7 separate regions of the Mus musculus genome follow, and all the other regions are linked to region 7. A link is a contact called in public Hi-C, HiChIP or PLAC-seq, Micro-C and promoter capture Hi-C data. All regions are on one chromosome and are shown on one strand. Each heading gives the region's core, a stretch centred on a gene start, on an enhancer-like site or on the middle of the called end of the contact. The rest is flanking DNA. Distances are from core to core; before and after follow the strand shown.

Region 1 (3,303 bases), core at 657-3,156, 1.7 Mb before region 7:
CATGTCTTAGCGCACGGGGAAACCCCAGTGGTCCAGTGGGGATTGAGTGGAAAATAAAACAGAGAAACCTTCTCTATGGTTCCAGGGGAGGGTGCCTCTTATCAAAGGTGACACCTAGAGACACTTAAATACAGCAGCACCTGGTACTAGGTATTTGTGAGAGATTTTAAGATTGAACAGAGAGGCCCTCTGTGGCCATGGCTGTGGACATTGGGGTTAGCCCTGGGGAATGGCAGCCATGTGAGCCACATGTGTCACTCTGGCTTGGCATCCAAGATGGGCAGAAACGGAAGAAGCCATTTCAAGGGATGTATATCATTTGGGTCTGCCAAGCCTACCTTCCTACTTTGCCCCCACCCCAAAGCTGCTCTTAAGGGATTCCAAAGAGTTAGGAGGAAGGCTCAGCCCAACGAGCCTCTGGGGTAGGAGCATAGAACTCTGTGAGCATCTAAAGTCCCACCCCACCACATCTCAAATCCAGCACTGAGTTTCTTTGTAACTAGGTTCTCAGAGGGGAGGTGGGTTGCCCCTGGCCTGTGATAGGAGTCATGCTGCCTGGAGCCACTGCAGGAGCTGAATGCTGCACTGTGGTAGATTCAGGGATCTGAATGAGGTGGGCTGAGGTCTGAGCAAAAACCCCTGAAGCCTTAGGCCTGGCACAGAGCCACACTCCTCCCCCAAACCCCTAGGCCAACTCACTCAGGAGTGTTAATCCAGATGATGTCCAGGTGGCAATAGTAGACACACTCCTTGTCCTTGTAAGTGAAGCACGTGCAGCGGCGAGGGCGGTGGTGTGCAGGCAGCCCCTTGTCCTCTTGTTTCCCAGACCTGCCTGGTGCCCGTTCCTGCCCAGCGCTTTCAGGCTGTGCAGGCAGTGCAACTGTTGGGGACACAATCCTCTCACCAGGGCCAGCCACAGTCTCTTCACAGCCCCTCTCTGATCCAGCTTCAGGGGGACCCTGGGACACACTGGCTCTGCCAGAGTCCCCAGACTGGGGGCAAGGCACAAGTCCTGCAGGAGGAGGATTGAAGGGCTCCTAAGCTGCTGACACAGAGTTCTTGGCACCCACTACCCCGCCCCCCAAACCAGAATGAGACTCAACCAAACTTCTGCAATGTCTGGAGGAGGCTGGTTGCATTTTCCCCAAGTCTCCAAACTAAGCCAAATGCCTTAAAAAGTTTACAAAGCTCCGTGCACATTCAGTAAAAACTTGAGAGTTATTGCAGTCCCTGTGAAATCTGAAAGCTATTTGTTCTTCACTGGGTAAAACTCAAAAAAATTTTTGTATAGTCTCTGAAAAGTGCCCAAAGAAAGTCTCCCAAACTGAAAACCCCCAGACCCAGTGGAAGTTATCGCTATGTCTTCAGGCCCTTCTACCCGCCCCTGGGAGACTTCAGGGTGTAAAGCCAGACTTATCAGCTTCCCCGCAACACAGACCCGCGCCTGGCTTCCTTTTGTGTGCACTCCCGCGTGGAGAGGAGCGCCGCCCCGCCCCTCCCGCTTACCTGCAGCGGAGGTCACTGTGAGCCCGAGAAGGAGCCACAGCCCCGGCTCCATGAACCCCGATCAGGCGCGGGAGCACCGGGCCTGGAGGGTGGCCGCTTGTGACCGCAAAAGGGTAGTGAGACTGGCTACAGCTTTCGAGTCCTGTCGCTGCCTGAGCTGCGCGTCCCGGCTCAGAGTTACTTGGCTGAGGCGGTCACGAACTTTCAGAGCGCGCTGCCCATCCCTGCGCAGGGCTGGCCGGCTGTGGCTCAGGCTTTTCTGGCTCCCGCACCACCCCCTTCGCCTCCCCGCCCCTCCGAGGGGCTGGAACTGCCGCGCTGGGCCTTTGAACCCGGGGCTCACGGGGGTCGCTTTGCAAGCGCAGGGGGGGAGCTGACCAGAGGCGCATTCGCCCCAGGCTTACCCAGGGGTAGAGAGAGGCGGGGACGCCGCGCTCCCCGTGGGTGGATGGGGTAGGGTGAAGGCCCGAACAGCTGCTTGAAGGCCACACTCTGCCGGTGCTCACACTGCTCACTTACACATAGACTCACACTTGAAACCCCCTGCCCAGCCCAAAGCAACCTCACCCCCACCCCAAGAGCACCAAGACCATGAAAGGGCTGCACAGAAGGGCTGCTGGCTTCTTGTTCCTTTGAAGTCAGTCTAAAGGAAAAGTTCTATTCACCAATGGTCTTACCCTTGCCGAGGGCCCTTGTGCCACGGCCCTGGGTGTACTTTACTCTTCTGATTCATGGGTGCCCGAGCCAGCTCCCTGACTCTGGAAGATCTAAGTGACAGGTGGGGCTGTAGGACCAGAGCAAAGTCACAAAGATTCCACTCAACGTGAGTTAGCGGTTTCGGGGGAGCCCTATTTCCTCACTGGCCCCTTTAGTGAGGGGCCTCTCTCCAAAAGTCATACAAGTGTTGCTTTTCAGGGCACTGCGGTAGTTTAATGAGTCTACAAACCTTTGACTATTGTCATAAAATGTGGGTTTCAAAGCCATTCCTCCCCCTGCCAATATTTCTAATGATTGGCATTCTAAAAAGTAGAATCCAAAGAGGTGGCCCAGGTGGCTCTCATGAGGCAAGCCATGAAAGGGGTACACTTGTCATTAGAAGAAGCCCCAACCAGTCAGGCAAAGTGGTCCCATGGGGAATCCTATGTGAAGGGAAACTGAGGCCTCACAGCAAATGAGAAAGCAGATGGTAAGTAGAAAGAGACTAATGCCCCTGCCTCCAAGGAGTCCAGCTAAAGGCCAGTTGGTTTGAACTGCTGTGTGTCGCAAGACACTTTAGACTGAAGGCTCATACACAGAAAGATACTGCTCCCAGTTCTGAGGTCTTGGACGTCCAAGTATGTCCGGTGTCTATCATGGCTCATGGATGGCTCTTCTTTAATGGTGGATTGTGGTAGAAGGCCACGGTGCTCCGGTTAGCTATTACCACCTGACACCTCCAAGGTGCCACCTCCTAACAATCATCTTGGATTTCACCAGGTCAAGAGAAGTATCTATTATTCTCTCTTTCCTTGCCATTAAAATACCCATCTGCCATCGTCGAGGGCACTGACAGCCCAGTTGTCTTCACTGGTCTCTGTGGGTGTGGCCAAAGCAAACACTGCCTGGATGGACGTGTGCCCTGGGTCTTCACTCCAGCTGAGATAAGGAAGGTTAAAGGTGGAGAATCAGGGTTAAGAGTAAAAGACACTGTACAGAGGGCAGAGAGGAGGCAGGTGGCCCTCAGGGGAGGCAGAACTCTGGTCTTTTTTTTTTTTTTTTTTTTTTTTTTTTGGTTTTTCGAGACAGGGTTTCCTCTGT
Region 2 (2,881 bases), core at 315-2,814, 1.6 Mb before region 7:
GCCAACTCTAAAAGCACAAAACCTTTGTCACAACTAACATAAACTCCCAATGGAATCTTCTTTCTGTGGGGAGTCCATACCGGGATGCAGCATGGCTTACTCTTCTGCTCCTGGTAAGATACCTGGCCAACATGGAGCAGCTGTGGACTTGTTCTCTGCTTACTTTGCCATTAAGTGTGGTCAAGTGACTCTACCTACCCACTGAATTTCCTCAGGGCAACACAAACCCCAGGCCTGGATAATTAAGTACACAGCATTAGCCGCAGGGCCAGGTATAGCATCAATGCTAATTGTAGTATTGTTGAGAAAAGGATTATCCTCCAAGGACTCTCTCTGGTCCTAGGGCATCTCAGTAGACACAGTCCCAAGGGGATGCTTCCTTCTCTCCATAGAGCAACACCAAAGCTTTGGAGGAGGTTATCTGAGGAGACAGGAGCCCTGTGGCTTGCTGGGAATACACAGATCAAGGTGGCAGGTCACGCACACATCACCACGCCCCATAGCCTCATGTATCCACCTCCACACCAGCCCCCTCACATCCACATCCGAGAAGAGAGAACACGAGAACTCGGGTGTGCACTCACCCCAGCCCACGTGCGCTGGGAACACAAGGGGCTATCAACCTGTTACCCTTGCCCCTGTTAGAAGCCCATGGGCAATGGGGGACTGCTCATGGATCTCCCACCTAGGTGAGCCTGCCAGGAGGGCCAAGTGTATTTGCATATAATTTGCATGTGTTGACACAACCCTTCCCATCTCTGCACAGAGCTTTCCCAAGCTAACCTGTTATTACTGCCTCTCTGAAGTTGGCGCCGCCGCTCGCCCACCCACTGCCAGTGAGTACTACGCATGGAGACGGTCTAGGAGCTGGCAGATCAGATCAGATCACTTCAGCAACTCGCACAGCCTCACAGCCTCAGTTTCTCCTCTGGACAATGCATACCAAGACAGCTCTGTACAAAAACTCCCGATGTAAAATGTCCAGAGTGAAGTATTGCTTGCATGGAGGGAGCTCTTGATTTGCAGCACAGGGCTCAGAACGGCCTCTGGGTGAAGAAGTCGGTTCCCTAGGCCTCAGTGACTAGTTGTCACAAACTCAAAACTACAGGACTCTTAGTTAAATTGATATTTCCTGGGAACAGTTGAGTAGTGTTTTAGGAAGAACTGCTTCTATACGACCTTCTTGTATCAAGACAATAGTCACTGTTTAATTGAAATTTAAAATTTAGCCGGGTGTCCTAGATTTTTATCTAAACGCCTTACCTGGGGCCGAGGCCAGGGGGCTCCTGTCATTACTAATATCCTGTTTTCTTACTGTTCTTACAAAGCTCTGGGGGACATGGTCTCTGTTTCCCAAATGTCCTGCTTCCTACTCTCGGATAGGAAGCAGGGGGGGCAGGAGGCTTCATGTGAGGTGAATTGAGAATTGTTGAGGGGGAGGGGAGGGAACACATGCTTCCTAATCTAGGTACAAAGCTAGTCTGTGCTCCCCTCTACTCTCTGTGAAGAGACTGGGCGGTTATCACTGTGAACGTGAGGCCCATGCTTCCTGTGGTGAAGAGCGCGAGTGTTTTCATCAACAGAACTGGTTTCTAGGGCCTCCTCACAGGATGTGAGGCCTGTGGCAGGTCACAGAGGAAGAGGCAAGCTGTGGCAGGGGCTACAGCTTGGGGCGGGAGGGCTGGTGGTGGAAGGGGGCTGCATGTGGGCCAGGCTGTGTCAGTCCAGGGGCTGGAGCAGGAATCCAGCCCCATGGTTATCTACAGAGAGCTCTCCGTCAGGCTGCATTCTGCTTTCCTTGATTCATATTCGGTATGATGCTAGACTTACTCCATTACAGTCTTTAAGTCTTTATCTAAGCTAGGCACCATGCAGGATGGGGCAGAGCTCAGCATCTGAGGTTAAGCCCCAGTTCTACTGGCTCCTCAGAGCCATGACTGAAGGAGCCAGGGATGGAAGTGTGGCTCAGTTGGTAGAGCGCTTGTCTAGCATGCATCAGGCCCTGGGTTTGTGATCTGCAGAGTGCATAGCACACCTGTCATCCCACCATCAGAAGGTGGCAGCAGGAAGATCAGACTGTCTAGGTCATTCTCAACTATGTAGCACGTTCCGGACCATCCTAGGCTACCTGAGAACCAGGAAAGACTAGAGAACGCCCGTCAAGCTTGCCTATGAGCCATGTGTGGTAACTAGGGAGAGCTCTGCATCTAAGGGCTTTGCCAGGACAAGCTTTTCACCCTGGGGAACAGGGACACTATTAGAAAACATGTGGCTCACCCAAGAGTGACAGTTTCCTTCGAGATTTGTGAAGAAGAGGAATTGTACGGTAAGACCAGAGGATAGATCATGGAGTGTATTGAGAGATAAAAATCCAAAACTTAAAACACAAGACTCCACATTCTTCCCATAAAGTAGCACTGGGCAGGCCCCACCCTTCGGGCAAGTTGCAAAGATGACGTAACACAAGGCATCACTTTTCCCTGCCCCCACCACCTTCATGAGACAGATCTTCCTTCTGGGAACATATGTTTCCACCATGTCTGCTTCCATGTGAATGGTTAAACCCTAAGCATCCACAGCAGCTGGGGCACTGAAGTAACCCCTTGGGCTCTCACAGGTTGCTAATGGCATGCTATGGTCAGACCTCCAACAGAGGCCAGGCACCTCGAAAAACCATTTTCCTCTTGGCTTCACCAAGATGTAACTGTGTACCTGTGGTTCAAGTATGGCTAGCCTAGAAGGGACCAGAGGATTTCATAACTAATGGAGACCTGTCCTTCGCATCTGTCCCTCATGAACAGTGTGCCCCGCCTATAGCATCCATCTAGCCCCCTTCTCCTAGGTCGAAGGTGCTTCAGAGGAGGACTGAAAGAAAGTGGCC
Region 3 (2,985 bases), core at 330-2,829, 1.4 Mb before region 7:
GAGGGCCAGAGCTCTGTTCTCAGCACCCACATCTATTGGCTCACAGCAGCTTCTAACTCCAGTTCCATGGTGCTGGGTATGCTCTTCCGGCCTCCAAGGACACCCAGACTCATGCACACATATAACATATAGGCACACATAGACGACACATTATTTAAAGTGTATATTTTGTTAATTTTAAAACTCCACTCATTCATTTGCTCGTTATCTGTGCCAGGGATTGAACTTGGGACCGTGAGCACACTGAGTACACACTCTCCCGATAAACGCTGCTGCCCTATTGTGCTCTTCACTAGACCTTGCCTGTGGGATGCCATAGAATCGCCAAGACCAATTGTCCCCTTCCTGCGAGAGAGAGCCCATGTGGAACCCACGTGGGAGGCGACACTCCCCCAGAGTGGACCGAAGGGCTCTAAGGTCAATGCATGGTCACTACTGGGGAGAACTGGCTTAGGGAACTCAGGTCTCTGCCTGGGCCTTGGGAGGCCCTCATTCCTACCAGGCTACTTACCACCCAGCAGAAGGGAGAGGTTGCCATGACCCCCCAGGATGAAAGATTTCAACATACAGATGCCAGTGTTCATTTGCCTCCGTGACTACTTTATAGCAACAGGGAACAAAACTCTTGCGTTGTTAAGGGTAGCCCCAAGTTTGCTTCTGAGGTCTTGTTCTGCTCTCTGACAGGAGGTATCCAGCAGGCTTTTGAGTCTTGTTGGAATCCTGGGTGATCTGGAAAGGCAGGCAGCAAGACAGCCATTATGATTTCTGACTGCCCCTATCCACAGACAGAGGAATGGCTGTAGCCCCACTGGCCATCGCGCATCAGGAATCTCACACCCACCACCTGGAGAGAGCCTGAGATAAAACACCAGGGGATGTTTCTTACAGAAGAAGAGATAGCTTTGTGGCCTGGGACTGCTGACAATAGCTCACGGGGCACAGGGGGAAGGGGAAATTCTCCCATTACGAAACCTAGGCTGGCCAGGTCCCACTTCTTTCTCAGTTCCTCATCTTGGAAGAGTCTGGTTAGCAGGGACCCTTTCCAGAACCCCAGGGACTCACGATATATGTGCCAAGTGAAAAAAAAGAAAAAAAAGAAAAAAGAAAAGAGTAATCCTGGAAGGATCCTTCTCTGTGAAGGAGAGCTGTCTCTTCAGGAAAAGCCTGGGTCTTGGGGGGTGGAGAGGAGGGGCTCAGAAAGCCAGGCTAGAGTCCAATGCTGGGTATGACCCACACCTTCTTCCAGCCTCAGGATATCTCTGTGCGCTCCTAGGGAGACCTAACCTAATGGGACACTGCACCACACTCCAGAGCAGAGAAACAAAAGAATCTGGGCTGAGTGGGCCAATGGAAGCCTGCTGAGCCCTACCCTGCTCCAGGATGCCTGGGTCTCTGAATAGTAAACTTAAGTTTTGCTGTCAGTCCGTGTTATCACAATGGCTGGTGGCACTGTCAGGTCTGGGGTCTGGTTGTGTGACCCCAGGTTCTGCTGATCCGGTTGTTTGATTCCTAGTGAGGCAGATTATCTCCTGGGGGCTGCCGAGCGGGGCGGGGCGGGGGCAGGAGCAGCGGGGAAGGCCCCGCCCTCGGGGTGTGTCCAACTTGGGCGCCTCCTAAAGGACCGGGCGGGGCGTCCCGAGCGCGTGGGCCTGCGGGTCGGGTCAAGAGGTCGAAGGTGCTGCGCGTGATCCAGGATCCGAATTGGCCCGGAGCAGGAGCATGGCGTCGTCGGGGTCGGTGCAGCAGCTGCCCCTGGTGCTGCTGATGTTGCTGTTGGCGAGTGCGGCACGGGCCAGACTCTACTTCCGCTCGGGCCAGACTTGCTACCATCCCATTCGCGGGGACCAGCTGGCTCTGCTGGGGCGCAGGTGGGCGCGGGGCTGTGCCTAGGGAGGAAAAGGGTCAACTTCTAGGCCAGGCGCGCACCCCCTGACACTTGGGACCTTGCCCCATCCTCCCTCATTAGGCCTGGGAAGCACAAATCCCATCCCTTCCTTTTGGGATGATTTTCACATCCGGGGAGCTCTGGGGTTTGCTGGTTTGGGCAGTTCTCGCCTCTACTGCCTTTGTTAGTGAGCATTAGCGTATTTCGGAGATGCTCTGTCACATTCAGCTTCCAATAGTCCTGGGTTCTGCTGGTGGCTCTTCTGGGTCAAGTTCTGAACCGACCACAGTTTGGGAAGAAGGCCAACAGGAGAAATGACTGGATTTGTGGCCCTGGTGGGGGTAGGGAGAGGGGAGGCCCTATGCGTTCCAGAGTTGGTTTCCATTGCCATGATGTCCTCCCAGGACTTATCCTCGGCCGCATGAGTACCTGTCCCCAGCGGATCTCCCCAAGAATTGGGACTGGAGAAATGTGAACGGTGTCAACTATGCCAGCGTCACCAGGAACCAGCACATCCCACAGTACTGTGGTTCCTGCTGGGCCCACGGCAGCACCAGTGCCATGGCAGGTAGGTGGCCTGGCGCTCCATGCTAAGCCTAGGGCAGGGCCAGTATCTTGGCCAGGTGGGTGGCTGCACTTCACCATCCAATCTACCTTTAGGTGAGCCATGATAGCCATAGCCCGGGGCTACAGGGGCCCATGGCCCTGTACCATGATTCAGACTTGGATTTCCCCTCAGCCAGAGTGAGGTGGCTGTGTCATTCTGGAGTTCTCTCCTGTGGGCCTACTAGGGCCTCTGTGGGACAGGCTTGGGCTGGAATCTGGTGACAAGTGGCTCCCAGGAACCTTCCCTTCCTCAGAACTTGTGACTTCAGCCATTGAGAACCATGGGACCGGTGTTGCAAAATCACTGAGTTCACAGTTGGTTTGTGGGGCGTGGAAGTGAAACTGCTTCTCAGTAGCAGCTGGCATTTGAGGTGAACATGTTCCCCAGTACGAAATGGCCCCCCCAGCTCTCTTCTTCGAACCTTAGCCTGGCCGCCCAAGAGTCAAGTAGAAGTTCATTCAGTAGGAAGAGAGAGGCCCCAGAGGGCTGCTGT
Region 4 (3,125 bases), core at 216-2,715, 1.4 Mb before region 7:
GAATCTGAACCACCTCAGTTACTGAGCCACTTAAGTGACACAAAGGACATCACTCTGAGTCTTCTTTCCTTCCTTATGCCCTGGGCAGGTGGCTGAGTCTTTCTGCCTTATTTTACTTATGAATAACACTCAATTCAAACTCTAGAACAGTGGTTCTCAGCCTTCCTAATGCTGCAACCCTTCAACACAGTTCCTCATGCTGTGGTGAACTCCACCTGTAAAATTACTTTTGTTGTTACTTCATAACTGTCATCTGCTACTGTTAGGAATCACAATGTGAATATGCAAGATATCTGATATGACCCCCACAGGGTCACAGCCCACAGGTTGAGAACTGCTGCTCTAGCGCCTAGCCTGCGATACCACACAAAAGCACTTAGCCCAACATCCAAATTAGCTAAATCCAACTCTATATATCCACCTCCGAGTTCCCAAGTGATGTAGTATGCTCTAGCATACAAACAGATGCCCAGGGTCTTATGTCCTACTGGTCAGCAGCTAGCTCTATAGGACCCCTGGAAGCTGCAACTGATGACTGACAGCTCCTGGTCCAGCAACCAACCAACCAACCACGGAGGGCTTCCCTCACTCGGTTCCAGAAACCCCTCACCTTTCCTCCATCACCCTCACTGCACCACTGACCACTCCACTGGTATACCTCACTGCATCCCATATTCATTCAAAGCTCATCTCACTTCCTGTAGAAAAGCCAAATTCCAGGGCCCCTACTCACTGTCCAGAAGGATATGGGAGGCTTAAGTCAGTCATACAGCTGGGTGGACTTCTGATTTCCTAACCCTGGTGTTTGGGGGGACACTGAACGATACCCGTTCCCCATCTCTCACCCAAATCTTGGACAGTCGGGGCTACGAGATCTTTCCTGTCCTGTACTCTAAGGATGAATGAAATCACCCAAAAGTGGAAAAAAAAGTTTGGTCTGTCCAGCACCGGAGAGTGTTTTCCCAACCCCAGAATGCTGCTGGAGTTTGGAGTTAGTTTGTTCACTGTATCACTGTGGTCCACTTCTCCCTTAGAGTCTGTCCTGCCCCCTCGGGCACCATGGCTTCTGCTTCGCAGAGATCAGCCCCAGGTGTCACTGGGAATCGGAATGCATGGGAAACTGAGGTCCCTAACGGGGCAGGACCGGCCCGAAGCCCTGAGTGCAGTTCCTGGACCCGCTTTGCTAGGGTCCGGGGTCGGAGGTCAGGGAGTCAAGGGTCACGGGTCCCCGTACCCGGGTCTGGCCGGAGCAGGAGCCGCGAGGACAGGACACAAACCCGGCTTCCTGGCGGAACGCCTACGGCCCTCTCACCTGGCCGCCGTCTGCCTCTTCGCCCCACTCTGAGGCATTCCCGAAGTAGTCTTCTCCCATAATTGTACCCGGCGCCGGACCCGCCATATCTGCCGCGTCTCCTCACTGCGCGTGCGCCGGACACAACAAATGGAAGAGCGCGTGCGCGGTTCTGGGCCTCAGGCAAGGCTAGAGAGGCGGAGTTGGAAAGGGGCGTGGTTACAGAGGAGGCGTGGCCTAGTCTTTGGCCTGCTGGGCGGGGAAACACCTTGTAGGATCTCTCATGAGCAAGATGGCTTGAGTCACAGCTTTATGTCTGCCCAGAACACTTCCAAGTTACCTTTTCTCCTTTTTAAGACAGGGTCTCGCCGGGCGCGGTGGCGCACGCCTTTAATCCCAGCACTCGGGAGGCAGAGGCAGGCGAATTTCTGAGTTCGAGGCCAGCCTGGTCTACAAAGTGAGTTCCAGGACAGCCAGAGCTATACAGAGAAACCCTGTCTCAAAAAAAAAAAAAAAAAAAAAAAAGACAGGGTCTCACTCGGAAGTGCAAGCATGCTTCCAGTTGCTATAAAAACCTCGAACCTTCAGTGAGCTTAAGCTTTGCCTGGACAGTGCAGCTGCCAACCGAGCAGGTATCACAGAAATGTTCGGATTTCTTTTACTATGGGCAAAAAGTACTCGGTGCATTGCAGAGCGAGATATAAAACATATTTCCAGTGGAGGAGGCCCTACAGCCTACAAAAGCCATGACTGGGCTCTGGAAAAGTGGACCCACTGAACACCTAGACTGAAGATACCTGGAGAGGCCTCCTGGCAGGTGGCCCCAAATCATCGATCGGGGAGGTTAACACCATGGGCTCTGGATGCAGACAGTGAGGAGAGGCTAGAGAAAAGAGCCAGCCATGTAGTACAGTCCTCAGGCACTGTCTGCAGAGCTGTTGGAATGCTATTTTACTTCTTCCTTCCTTCCATCATTTGACAAGTGTTTGTTGAATAACTCCTAAGTGCCTGGATCATTGATAACACCTGGAGTACAGTGACGTACTCAGGGACGAGATCCTTGCCACTTTGCCACCCATGATCCGAGGGAGCTAGCCTGCAAACAAAGGGGAGAAATGATAATACTGGATAACCAAAGTAAATAGTCTGTAATGATAGAAGAGACTTTCCCAAGATGCTCAGGGTGGCTCTTTCCATTCCAAATAACCTGGTGAAGAAAGTCCCCCACCAGAGCTTGTGGCACCCTGCATTGTAGTTGATGCCAGAGCCACCCAAGGTGACAACCACTTGCAAGGCTTTAGTCCGATGGCACATTGAAGCACTAGACACAGAGTTAGCAGGTAGTCAGCAGGAATTAGTTATTATAAAAGTTCATCTGGATTTTTGTTTAAGGAAAGTGATGGAACAGATATATCTGGAATGTCTAGCTATTTGCTACACCCAAAGAGGACTTATGGAGAGGAGGGAGGAAACCAGAGTTGCAGGGAGTGAGGAGGAAGGTGGAAAGGCAAGGAATGGTCTGGTAAGAGGCTACTTAGACTTCCAGTCTGTACACTCACAGATAGCCCAGCAGGAGGTAGGTTTCTGCCTGGGGACAAAGATGTGTTCAGGCTGAGGCCATTGGAGGCAACCCTGAAAGGCTTCTTTGCAGATGGTGGAAGGACCACTTTCCATCTCTCTGCTTGGTGGGTCTAGATCCAGCTCACATGATGAAGGAGCTTTAAGTTCAGGAGTGCCCTGCTATGGATTTGTTTCAGGCTCATTTTTATTTGTTTTCTGAAAATGTTGGGAATAATGAATGTCTGTTAAATTCCAACTATGGCTCTTAGATACT
Region 5 (3,229 bases), core at 549-3,048, 1.3 Mb before region 7:
CCCGGGCGGCAGCTGCTGCGCGGGCAGGAAGGGATGCCCGAGCGGCGGGAGTAGCTGAGAGTGACCTGGCTCCCCAGACCAGTGGACCTGCATAGGCTGCCCTAGCGGCAGCTGCCCTAGCAGAGGCTGACATTGCTGGGGCGCCAGGGACTGCTCCAGCGGCCGGATGGGCTCTAGCAGAGGGGACTGCCCGGGTAGTGGGCTCCTTGGGGGTGATAGGGGCTGCCCGGGCGGCAGGCTCCGCCAGGGTGGCAGAGACTGCCGCGGCTGCGGGCTCCACCTGGGTGACAGGGGCTGCCCCGGAGGCAGACTCGGCCGTGGTGGCAGGGACTGCCTCGGAGGCTGGCTCGGCGGCTGGATCTCTGCTGCCTTCAGACTCGGACTCGGCAGGAGTGGCTGGGGCGACTGGGGCTGCCCCTCCGTCAGGATCGGCGCGGACAGCTGGGGCTTCTTCGAGTTCTTCAGGATCCGACTGGAGATCTGAAGGCGTTCCTGGGGCTGTCCCGTCTTCTCCGGCATCGCTCTGGCTATCTGTGAGCATCGCGGAATCCGTAGGAGCTCCAGCATCAGATCCGGTAGAGACGGCTTGGGCAGCAGGGGCTGGCTTGGCATCCATTGCTTCAGGCTGGGTGGAAGATCCGTCCCCTCTCTCCGGAGAGGGGACTTTTCCTTCCACCGCAGTGGCGGTGGTAGGGCTTCCTTCCATCTCGGCTGCTTCTCGCTCAACTGGGGGTCTCTCTGCGCACTCGCTCTTATCTGGGGCTCCCGAGACTTCGATGGGCGGGCCATCACTTGCGATTGGGGGGCTGTCCATATTGACAGCGGTGTCGTCGTCGACCCCAATGGAGGCTCTGCCAATCTCAAGCAGGGGTCTGGTGATCTCCATCGGGGGGCTGTCGCATGCGAAGTTAGGAGGAGATCTGACAGCCTCGCGGAATGGTCTGTCAATGGCGCCTCGGACCCAGAGGGGAGGCGCGTTCTCGGCGGGAGCGAGGCAGAGCGCACTCGGGACCGCGACTGTCGGGAACTCGCCGCCAATGCCGATTTGTGGGATGACTCGCGGGAGTCCTGGGGGTGGGCTATCGCCCCCGAATTCTTCTCCACCGACCTGAAATGGCACAGATTCTTCAGGGGGAGGGCTGTAGTCTTCTCGGAAGCCAGCGTTTTCAAATCTGATGTTCCCGGGCTCCGCGGGAAGAGCTCTGGGGACCAATGCTTCCGGACCTCCTGGCGCAAGGTCTGGGACTTGCAAGGGAGGCTGGCTATGGTCTCCCTGGGCAGGCTCGTTGAACTCAAATGGCATAGCTTCTTCTGGTGGGGGGGTATAGGCTCCCAGGCCTGGGCTCGCGCCAGTGGGGGTCCCGGGCTCCAAAATCGCTGGGTTGAAGGCTTGGAGGCCTGATGGGGTCCCAGATGGTCCTGGCTGCTCCAGGGTGGGCCAGAAATCTCCCAGGCTGGGCTGTTGTGTCTCGAATGGCATGGCTTCCTCCGGAGGTGGGCTGTAGTCTCCACCCACTCGGACTTCCTCGAAGGCCTGGCAGGGGCTTTGGATGTCAGATTTGGAGTCTTCTGGGGGTCCACTGATCTCACTGCCAGTCTCGTCGGGGACGGGCTCATTGTTAGACGGTTCGGAGTCCGGTTCGGTCGCCATTTCTTCGGCTGGGCCAGCCCCAGCACCGGGGGCAGCTGCCCCTGGGGCTTCCAAAGGTTCTTGCTCGGGCTGCTCCCCGACTTCAGGGGGGATATCGTGTTGTCCTGACATATTATTGCCGTGGAGGCAGTTGAACATGCCCATAACACGGTGGCGACTTTTCAAAATAAATTTGGGGCCCCGTAAGACGGAGCACCCAGCCAAACTAGGGTGAAAAAAAATTTTTTTTTAAAAAATTCAAATTTTTGTTGGAAAGTTCTCCAGCCTCAGTTTCCAAACTTTGTAAGGATAGATAATCAGGGGCTAGAACCCAGGACCATGGCTGAAGTGAGTCATCTCTTGCTGGTGAAGTCTGTCACCTTCCTAGTTACACTTACCCCTTCGGGCTGTGGTCGGCCAACAACTTTAGGAACTTTTCTGTTCTCTCTTCGTACTTTGCTGTACTTTAGCTCCGCCTTCTTGGCATTTAAGAGCGTGCCGATTCGTCTCGAAAATCGTAAATAGAACTCTTTCTCTGCCGCCAGAGGACGCAGGTCTCAGTGCTGAGCCGGCTCCGGGAGCTGGCTCCCGGTGCCGGCTGCTCCCGACTTTGGGTAAGGGGGCTGATGAGCGGAGGCCTTGTAGGGACGTTCGGCTCCGTCCTCTCCTCTCCCGGACTGATTCCGAGTCTCTCTAGCTCGCTTTTTCCCTGGCCAGAGAGCGAGCGAGCTCTCTTGCGTTGCTGGGACACGTGACGCAAGACGTGGGCATTGGTCTGTTAGAGTACAGACGCTGAAAGCCTCCCTCCCCATCTGATTCTTCTCGAGGGGAGGAGGGACTGCAGGAGGGCTTTATCACCCCAGATTACCCCAGTATGCGGTAAATTCCTTATCTAAGGACCCCACACTCAGGCAATTACCCATACTCATCTCCAAGTCAGGAAATGGAGGCTTTAGGATACAAGGAAAGGGGTAGAGGCACACACACACACAAATGCGACAGGTGGTCGTGAGCCCACCGGAAGGGTAGAGACAGGGTGAGGAAGTGCCGAATGTAAACACGCAATTTGTTTCGTAAATGCTCTAGGGTACTTTTCTTTATTTCTTTTTTTTCCTTTTTTTTTCTTTTTTTAATGTTTATGTTTGCTGTTTGTTGGGGATGGCTCCAGCAAATCCCTTCAATGTCCCCCATCCCCATTACACCTCGGAGCTCTCAACAGTGGTATAGTGTGTTGTAGTCAGGGCTTGCTCTGTTTATATGGACGGTGATGCAGTAGAAATAAAGGTCTCAGCAGTGCACTGCAGAAAATCAAGCAAAGCCCCCTTAGGAGTTATTCATGTTTGCCGCTTTCGTGCAAATAGGGGAGGGGGCTTAAGGCTTACCGGAAGACCCCCCACCTAGCTCAGGTCTTGTACTTCTGTCTTCTGGGTAAAGGCAAAAGGAGATTTGGGGTGTAGTTGATGGCCCATTTAGGGTGGTCTCGCAGACTAGAAAACCTGAAATGCACTTAACCCACCGACCAACCGTGCCATGGTGGCAACAGCTGCCGAGACTCGCATCTTCCAGCCACCAGCGCCAGCTGCGGATTCCGTGTTCATT
Region 6 (3,090 bases), core at 341-2,840, 1.5 Mb before region 7:
ATGACTTTGACAAAGAAAAAATCTTGAACTGGGGGCAAAGAAAGAAAAGAGAAAAGAGGAAGAGGAGGAGGAGGAGGAGGAGGAGGCAGAGGAGGCTGGCCAGCTAGCTGGTGAACAGCTTCATGAAGCTCTAGGGCAGCAGGGACTGACTGTTCTGTAGTGACTGCACTAGAGCCAGTAATACACAGCACTAACTTCACATCTTAACAAAGGCTGGGGCCCTCTCAGCAGCCCTTAAAACATTATCTCCCCAAGAAATCACTCAAAGTACTGAATATATATATATATAATCCCCCAGGTAAAACAAATTACACTTAGCAGCTACCAACCATATTATTTCCTTCCTGTCTAATATAATTTTTCTATCTTTTAAAATATAAACTGCTTTGGCTATTTTAAAAAAAAAAATGATCCACCCTCCTAAATTAACCTGGCTTTATTTGTTTTTAACAATTGAACAAACTAGGGACAAAGGGTAATTCTAAGTAGCTCTTTAAGTACCGAGATGCAAAGATTTTCCTCCAACTGTCATTTCAAAAGGCAAATTGTTCTGTCGGGAGGCACAGGATGCGGGGAACAGGGTGCGCAGAGGTGGGAAGCTACACCTGAAACCCAAGCCAAGCAGTTCGTCCATCTTACCCGGCACATCTCTGAATAGAACCACATGCCATCCGCTCCTGCCCCCTCACTTCTTAGTCATTCTCTCACGAATGTCATCTGTAATTATTAGGTACAGGGAGGAAATCACTGAACAAGCCTAGCAAGAGCCTCACCCTCACGTGCCTACAGACTAGAAGTCAAGCAGATAAACTAAATGGCCTAATTAATTCATTCCTCAAATAACTATTTCATTTTCAATAACCTTTAAACCCCTGCTATCCAGAGGTGCTGAGTGCCATGATGGAGACAGGCCAGGGCTGGCTTTCTGGGGGATGACTTACAATGGGAGCTAACAGATAAACAAGATGACTCCAGAGTGGTAATTGCTGAGGAATATGTAACAGGAAGTTGTGGAGGCACAGGAGGGCGTGGGCATCACTGAGAAATGGTGATGGAGATGACCTATGACCGTAGAGCAATTGGTCCAGCCCTGTCTGGGTGGCCTGTTCCACCAAGGGTAACCAACCCTGGGCTGGCAAGGGCACGGGTGCTGATTGAAACCACCCCTGTCCCGCCACCCCACTGCTTAGATTGAAGAGGTGGGACTAACTCTCTAAGACCACACCACAAAACCGTACTCTGGCAAACGCCGCCAGGCTCAGCCACATCCAATGAGAACTTTAGACACATATCAGCAACCCGCCAAACCAGCCAAAAAGTCCCGCCGCCAAGGCCCGCGCATGCGTAGTGCGGCGCCGGCCGGCCGCCTCACTTTTCGGCTCTGCGCCGGCGCACTGAGCCTTCACGAAGGAGGGACTTGATTGCGCCGAGCATGGGGGGCGGGGCTTGGTTGCTCTGAGCCAAGAAGACTGGGCAGGACTGCGCCGCGGGGCGGAGCCAAACCCGGCTTGGCTAGGCCGCGGGATGGCACTTCCGGGCGTCCTAGCGCCTGGCTCGACGGCGCCTGCGCGCTGCGAGGCCGGCCGGCCGGGACGGGGCGGGGCCGGCGAACTTCTGTGCCTCACTGTCCCCGGACACTGAGGGACACCGGGCAGGCAGCTGGCACCATGAAGATCTGGACTTCGGAGCACGTCTTTGAGTGAGTGTGGGTGCGGCGCCCGCCTCCGGCGCCCTCGGGGAACTTCCTGGCGTCGGGTGTAGCGAGACAAGCGGAGCTCGGGACTCGGGGGGATCGCCAAGGTCACGACCCCGACCCGAGCTAGGGCTCCCTGTCCCCAGGCCTGGGAATTCCTCCCACACCGTCGCCACTGACGGAAGACAAGAGCGGGCCGTCGAGCCTGATCCGGAAGTGACTCCAGGGGTCACAGAGCACGAGGCCCGAGGGCTTCACAGGGTTTTGGGGTGTCCTGAGCGCCGACGTATCCAGGGTATCCTGGAGTTTCCTGACTGATACCTGACAGACTCACCGGGACCTGACTGAACCCCGACGGCTTGTGGTGGCTGGAGTGCCCTGACTGATACCTGACAGACTCACGGTGTCGTGGCTGAACCCCAGTGATGGCATGATGGCCTGAGTGACCTGGGTTGTTCTGACTGAAATCCCCCATGTTATAGCGCCCCTCACCCCCACGGACATCTAGAAAGCTGGCCACCCACGTGGAGTGTCTTCCTGTTGGTCTCAGCTCATGCTACCATGATGCCAAACATTGATGACAGTCAATCTGGAGAGCAGATCTCTTGATTTCTTGATCAAGATCTCTTGATCTAGAGACCAGGGCCTGCTCTTGCAGATAATTTGTCACCTCTGTTTCCTATTCCTCTCAGCCATGACAGCTGACTGATAGCCAGTGTCTGCTATCACATCCAGTCACAGCTTTATGGTTCTCTGAACTTATAGTGGGAAACAGGATCAGAGTCAGTGGGGTGTTGGGAATTATACCACCCAGGTTCATGGTGCCACACACAAGAACAACAGAGCTTTCTACCTAAATAACTGGTTTACGCCTTGTTCCAGCCCTCCTTTCTGACTGATTTATTGTGCTCTATTCTACAATGTCATCTTGTCATAGTTATTGTTGACTTACATCCGAAACCACTTCCAGATGATCTGAGCTCCTTCACTCACTTGGCCAATGTTGCCACACTGTTTTAATAGTATAGCTTTATGGTGCCTTTTAATCTACAAATGCCAATCCTGATTACTGAGGGTAATTGTAAAAGAAGTTTTACATAGTAGATCATATCTGAGTACCTGCTGTGTCCCAGAAAGGACAAACTACTAGAACTAGAAGGGACTCTCAACGTTTGTACCACTTCTGGGACTGAGGGGCTGTGGTCCTTAGGATGCTGTCTGTTTCAGAACAAGGGGTTCTGGACCCCAGTCCTCTTCTACATCTGAATGCTTTGCTTCAGAGCTGTTGGCCCAAAGTGTCATCCTTAGAACTTAGAACTTGTTCCTCCCTTACGGTTCTCTACATCTATACTCTTTCCTCGGCTTGCCTCCCCCCTCACCCCCCCTACCCCAACCCT
Region 7 (3,303 bases), core at 735-3,234:
ACAAAAAGCCAACCAGTGGCAGTCACCTACTATGCCATTCACAAACATCAAACCTCAGCTGGTACAGACCCACAGTAGCTACCTTCGTGGCATCTGCCCACATCAGAGAGCACTCCAGGAAGAGCCCAGCCCACCAGGTCCAGCCTTAACATACACTTCAGAAGAGCTGCCCGCACTAGGTGTGTGCCAAACTCCCCAACTCGAGAGAGTTAGAAAAGCTGTCCCCACATTCATTCACTGCACAGGTGAGGAAGTGGATGCCCATGTGACACCTGGCTGAGGAGGTGTCGCATAACTGGGGGCAAGGTACACACCAGGCTCGAAGACATGTGCTCCCCTCTGGGTTAGAGAAATGCAGTGGGTCTTATCTCTCCCTCCACACCCCCAATACACAATCTAATTTCTGAAAACAGCCATTCCCCAGCCCTGAGAAGAGCTGAGAGGTCCACAGCTGTCCCACCTCAAGGCCTTCCTTCCCACCCACAGCCAGCTACAGCCACTCACCCGTAGGTGCGCTGGATCAAGGTGGGGTGTAGTTGCTGCACACCAACAGCAAAGCCTAAAACAAGAGAGCAGTTAGGAACAGCACACTGCATGGGTAAGGTCCCAGGGCCACACACAGGGAGGGCAAATAACACGCGCCACTCTCCTGGTCAAAGCACATTAAGTCCACAGGCTGTACCAGCTTTTCGGGATGATCCCCTGCCTGGTCGGCATCTGACTTCTTCCCTCCCCAAGAGTAGGAGACTTTGGAAAAAAAAAATCATTATCCCTGGGACCATAAACTGCCGAGAAAGAGGAGCAAGCTCCCAAGCCAGGGGTGGTTGCCCTGGGCTGCCTCTGCAGGCACATGATTGCTGGCTGCCACTCGGGGACAAAGGGGGAGCGGGGGCAGCGTTTTTCCATCAGACAGATACCAAAGCTGAATATAGAAACAAGGAGGGCTGGAAAGAAAACTCAAAGCTCTTACCCGTCTGTAAGCTCCTAGGCTTGGCACCCAGGTAGGCCAGGTTCACATTGGCCTTGCGACCATCGATGATAGGGTTAGGGTCTTTGCAAGCCCTATCAGCCGCTGCCCGATCTGCCATGGTCACCTGCAGGAACACAGAGGGTCAGGGGCTTTGGTGGCTGGCTGAGGAAAACAAGGCAGAGAAGGGAAGGGGGTTTTGCCCGGGCATCGGGCCATCTCTGGGTCTTTCCTCCCAGAAGAGTATCTGGTATTTAGGACCCTTGGGGCACTGTCTTCTCTGCCTCCAGGGCTGCAGCTCCTTCCCCAAAGTTCAAGTGCGGAGTGCCTTCAAGGACAGCGACAATCCCCTAGGAAGTGGAGTAAAGGGAACCTCAAGGGGAGTCCTCCCCACCCCCCCGCTGTCCAGGCCATCAGTAAGTACCGTTAACTTTCTCAGAGAATTAGTTTGGGGACACTAGAGTGGAAGGAAGTGGGAAACCGTCTTCAAGTCGCTGGCGCTAACAGCTTACGCTTCTTTGGGGCAGCTGGAAAGTGTGGGGGAAGGGCCGACGGCCCCGGGAAGCCCCGGAGTCCCGGCTGCGCGCGGCGGGTCTGGGAGGCGGTGGGGGAGGGGCGGCGGCAGGTGCGCGCGCCGCGGGCACTCACGAAGCCGTAGCCGCGGGACTTGCCGGTCTGGCGGTCGGTGATGACCACGGCCTCCTCGATGTCTCCGAAGCCCTCGAAGTACTTTCTGAGCGATGCGTCGGTGGTGTGGTAGGGCAGGCCGCCCACGAAGATCTTGGTGAACGTGGTGTCCTTCTGTGAGCCGTGCATGGCGCTGGGGGCGGCGGACGGCCGCGGAAACACACTCGGGGAGCACGCGGGCTGCAGCAGCATCGGGGCCGCCGCTACCGAGCCGGCCGGCGCATGCGGGGGTGTCCCAGGCCGAATCCGAGTTCCCCACGCTGTCCCGCGCCGCTTCTCCGTCCGCCGCGAAGCGTCTACTCCGCGCCCTGCGAGCTGCCGGCCGCCTTTGTAGCCGGCCACGCCCCGCGGTCACGCCCCTCTCGTTTAAGACACGCCTTTGGAAGCGGGGGCCGCCGGGAATTGTAGTTCTAAGTACGTCCCGCGTGCCAGGACGCGGGTCCGGCGAATGAGGTGACTTAGCCCCTAGGTGCTCGCCGGTATCAGCTTGTCTGTCTCGCGGGGCGCACGGTCCGGTATATTCCAAGCGTTGCTTGATTCAGTGGTTTACACCCGAGCGACTAGGGGTGCAAACGTACTTGTTAAAAGGTCCGAAAAAAAAAAAAAAAAAGGTCCGAAGGAGTGCCTCAGCTACTCATTCGCGAACCCTTGTGGTTTGATCTCCCCATCACAAAAACCTGGCTGGTGACACACACCTGTAAACCCAACACTCAAGAAAGAGAGTCAGTTCAAGGCCACCCTTGGCTATATACTAAGTTTGAGGCCAGCTGGACTAAATCATACCCTGTCTCCAAAAAATAAAAAATAAAAATAAAGGGCAAAGTGAATTTGCCATGTTTATAAAAATAATTCACACGCACACCATAATACATCACACGTACTTTGGCGGTCCTGTGGTGTCAGGGATTCTCTGCTGGGACTTCAACAATGGCATACCCCGGGACACTAGGTAGTCTGTGAAAATGAGGGCTAATCGATAGTGAATACACCTTTTACAGTCTTGTAGAAAGCTAAGAGCTTTCTACTTTCTACTTTCTACTGTGAGGAAGAACAAAGGCGGCTGGGCTCCCATGTCACTGACATGGGACCGCCTGTGGGGTCACCCTTAGCAGGAGAACAAGCAGAAGGCATGACATGGCCTGTGTAGAACGTGGGCCAAGGCTGGGACCATGATGCCAGTCTGCAGAACTCTTCCCCACCAGCGCAAATGCAAACGTGGGGCCCTTGTTAGAGACAGAAATTTCAAACAGCCGAGTGGAATACACCGGTGATCCTAATACTGAGGAGTTGGGAGGGTGGGAGGGTTCCGGGTCCATACCCTGCTACACAGAAAGTCAGAAGCTAGCCTGTATGATGGGAAACCATAAAATAGAAAGAAGAAAATGGGAATTTCAGCACAGAAGCAGGCACGATGCTTTAGCCTCCGGGCCAGGAAGCAGCCCTGATCCTGCGTCCCTCATGTCCCCATTCCTGGTTATCACACTGGGACCTGAAGACCTACAGCTTTTAGTGGGGCTAAAACTGGCCTGGCCCCACTGGTCAAGGCGGACAGTAAGGCAGGCAGCCTCTGGGCAGGTTCAGCCCCAGTCAGTCTAGTCCCCTTCACACAGAGCAGAACTCCGAGCCTGCTGGGGATACCCCTGCCCAGC

The links. Promoter capture Hi-C pulls out the DNA fragments that hold promoters and counts their contacts. A called contact is a pair of places that touch in the nucleus more often than the background predicts. HiChIP or PLAC-seq counts read pairs in DNA pulled down with a chosen protein or histone mark.
Region 1: an H3K4me3 HiChIP or PLAC-seq map of stem cell-derived neural progenitor cells shows a contact between it and region 7, with 6 times the contacts expected there. The contact joins the promoter of Edn3 here to the promoter of Rbm38 in region 7. A contact is called at or near these places in 1 of 39 promoter capture datasets (cranial neural crest) and 1 of 115 datasets of contacts at active chromatin or transcription factors (stem cell-derived neural progenitor cells).
Region 2: a Hi-C map of CD4 T cells shows a contact between it and region 7, with 7 times the contacts expected there. The contact joins the enhancer-like site here to the promoter of Rbm38 in region 7. A contact is called at or near these places in 6 of 39 promoter capture datasets (the C10 cell line, the HPC-7 cell line, cranial neural crest and 3 more) and 2 of 484 Hi-C or Micro-C datasets (B cells and CD4 T cells).
Region 3: an H3K27ac HiChIP or PLAC-seq map of bone marrow-derived dendritic cells shows a contact between it and region 7, with 15 times the contacts expected there. The contact joins the promoter of Ctsz here to the promoter of Rbm38 in region 7. A contact is called at or near these places in 3 of 39 promoter capture datasets (the C10 cell line, liver and pre-B cells), 1 of 484 Hi-C or Micro-C datasets (B cells), 2 of 115 datasets of contacts at active chromatin or transcription factors (bone marrow-derived dendritic cells and extraembryonic endoderm stem cells) and 1 of 9 other capture datasets (adipose tissue).
Region 4: a contact with region 7 is called in a Hi-C map of B cells, with 5 read pairs. The contact joins the promoter of Nelfcd here to the promoter of Rbm38 in region 7. A contact is called at or near these places in 1 of 39 promoter capture datasets (liver), 1 of 484 Hi-C or Micro-C datasets (B cells) and 1 of 115 datasets of contacts at active chromatin or transcription factors (large pre-B cells).
Region 5: a contact with region 7 is called in a Micro-C map of the G1E-ER4 cell line, with 5 times the contacts expected there. The contact joins the promoter of Gnas here to the promoter of Rbm38 in region 7. A contact is called at or near these places in 3 of 39 promoter capture datasets (the 3T3-L1 cell line, the C10 cell line and hippocampal neurons), 4 of 484 Hi-C or Micro-C datasets (all in the G1E-ER4 cell line) and 1 of 115 datasets of contacts at active chromatin or transcription factors (embryonic forebrain).
Region 6: a contact with region 7 is called in a promoter capture Hi-C map of liver, with 6 times the contacts expected there. The contact joins the promoter of Prelid3b here to the promoter of Rbm38 in region 7. A contact is called at or near these places in 9 of 39 promoter capture datasets (the C10 cell line, erythroid cells, hematopoietic stem and progenitor cells and 5 more), 5 of 484 Hi-C or Micro-C datasets (the G1E-ER4 cell line and embryonic stem cells), 3 of 115 datasets of contacts at active chromatin or transcription factors (astrocytes, large pre-B cells and pancreatic cancer cells) and 2 of 9 other capture datasets (adipose tissue and liver).

The regions. Positions count from the first base shown.
Region 1 is chr2:174,759,222-174,762,524 of GRCm38.p6, reverse strand. It overlaps Edn3 (endothelin 3), which reads right to left and starts at 1,906. Exons shown (of 5, transcript NM_007903.5): 1 at 1,507-1,906; 2 at 700-1,012. The coding sequence starts at 1,558.
Region 2 is chr2:174,601,159-174,604,039 of GRCm38.p6, reverse strand. Gm46781 (a long non-coding RNA gene) reads left to right here. Exons shown (of 2, transcript XR_003953979.1): 2 at 767-1,228. It also overlaps a transcript of Zfp831 not described here. Among named protein-coding and RNA genes, the nearest start is that of Gm46781, 4.4 kb to the left of the region's middle. Within about 2 kb of position 1,564, at least 105 of the 459 cell types and tissues checked have an H3K27ac peak or open chromatin away from gene starts, as enhancers often do. A contact at or near this core is called in B cells, the HPC-7 cell line and pre-B cells, where this site is marked.
Region 3 is chr2:174,437,633-174,440,617 of GRCm38.p6, reverse strand. Ctsz (cathepsin Z) reads left to right here and starts at 1,579. Exons shown (of 6, transcript NM_022325.5): 1 at 1,579-1,868; 2 at 2,290-2,453. The coding sequence starts at 1,720.
Region 4 is chr2:174,414,144-174,417,268 of GRCm38.p6, reverse strand. It overlaps Nelfcd (negative elongation factor complex member C/D, Th1l), which reads right to left and starts at 1,465. Exons shown (of 15, transcript NM_020580.3): 1 at 1,313-1,465. The coding sequence starts at 1,399.
Region 5 is chr2:174,296,428-174,299,656 of GRCm38.p6, reverse strand. It overlaps Gnas (GNAS (guanine nucleotide binding protein, alpha stimulating) complex locus), which reads right to left and starts at 1,798. Exons shown (of 12, transcript NM_010309.4): 1 at 1-1,798. The coding sequence starts at 1,795.
Region 6 is chr2:174,471,441-174,474,530 of GRCm38.p6, reverse strand. Prelid3b (PRELI domain containing 3B) reads left to right here and starts at 1,590. Exons shown (of 6, transcript NM_025531.2): 1 at 1,590-1,699. The coding sequence starts at 1,668. It overlaps Gm38546 (a long non-coding RNA gene), which reads right to left and starts at 1,520. Exons shown (of 2, transcript XR_867090.2): 1 at 942-1,520; 2 at 422-717.
Region 7 is chr2:173,020,583-173,023,885 of GRCm38.p6, reverse strand. It overlaps Rbm38 (RNA binding motif protein 38), which reads right to left and starts at 1,984. Exons shown (of 4, transcript NM_019547.2): 1 at 1,616-1,984; 2 at 971-1,094; 3 at 505-559. The coding sequence starts at 1,846.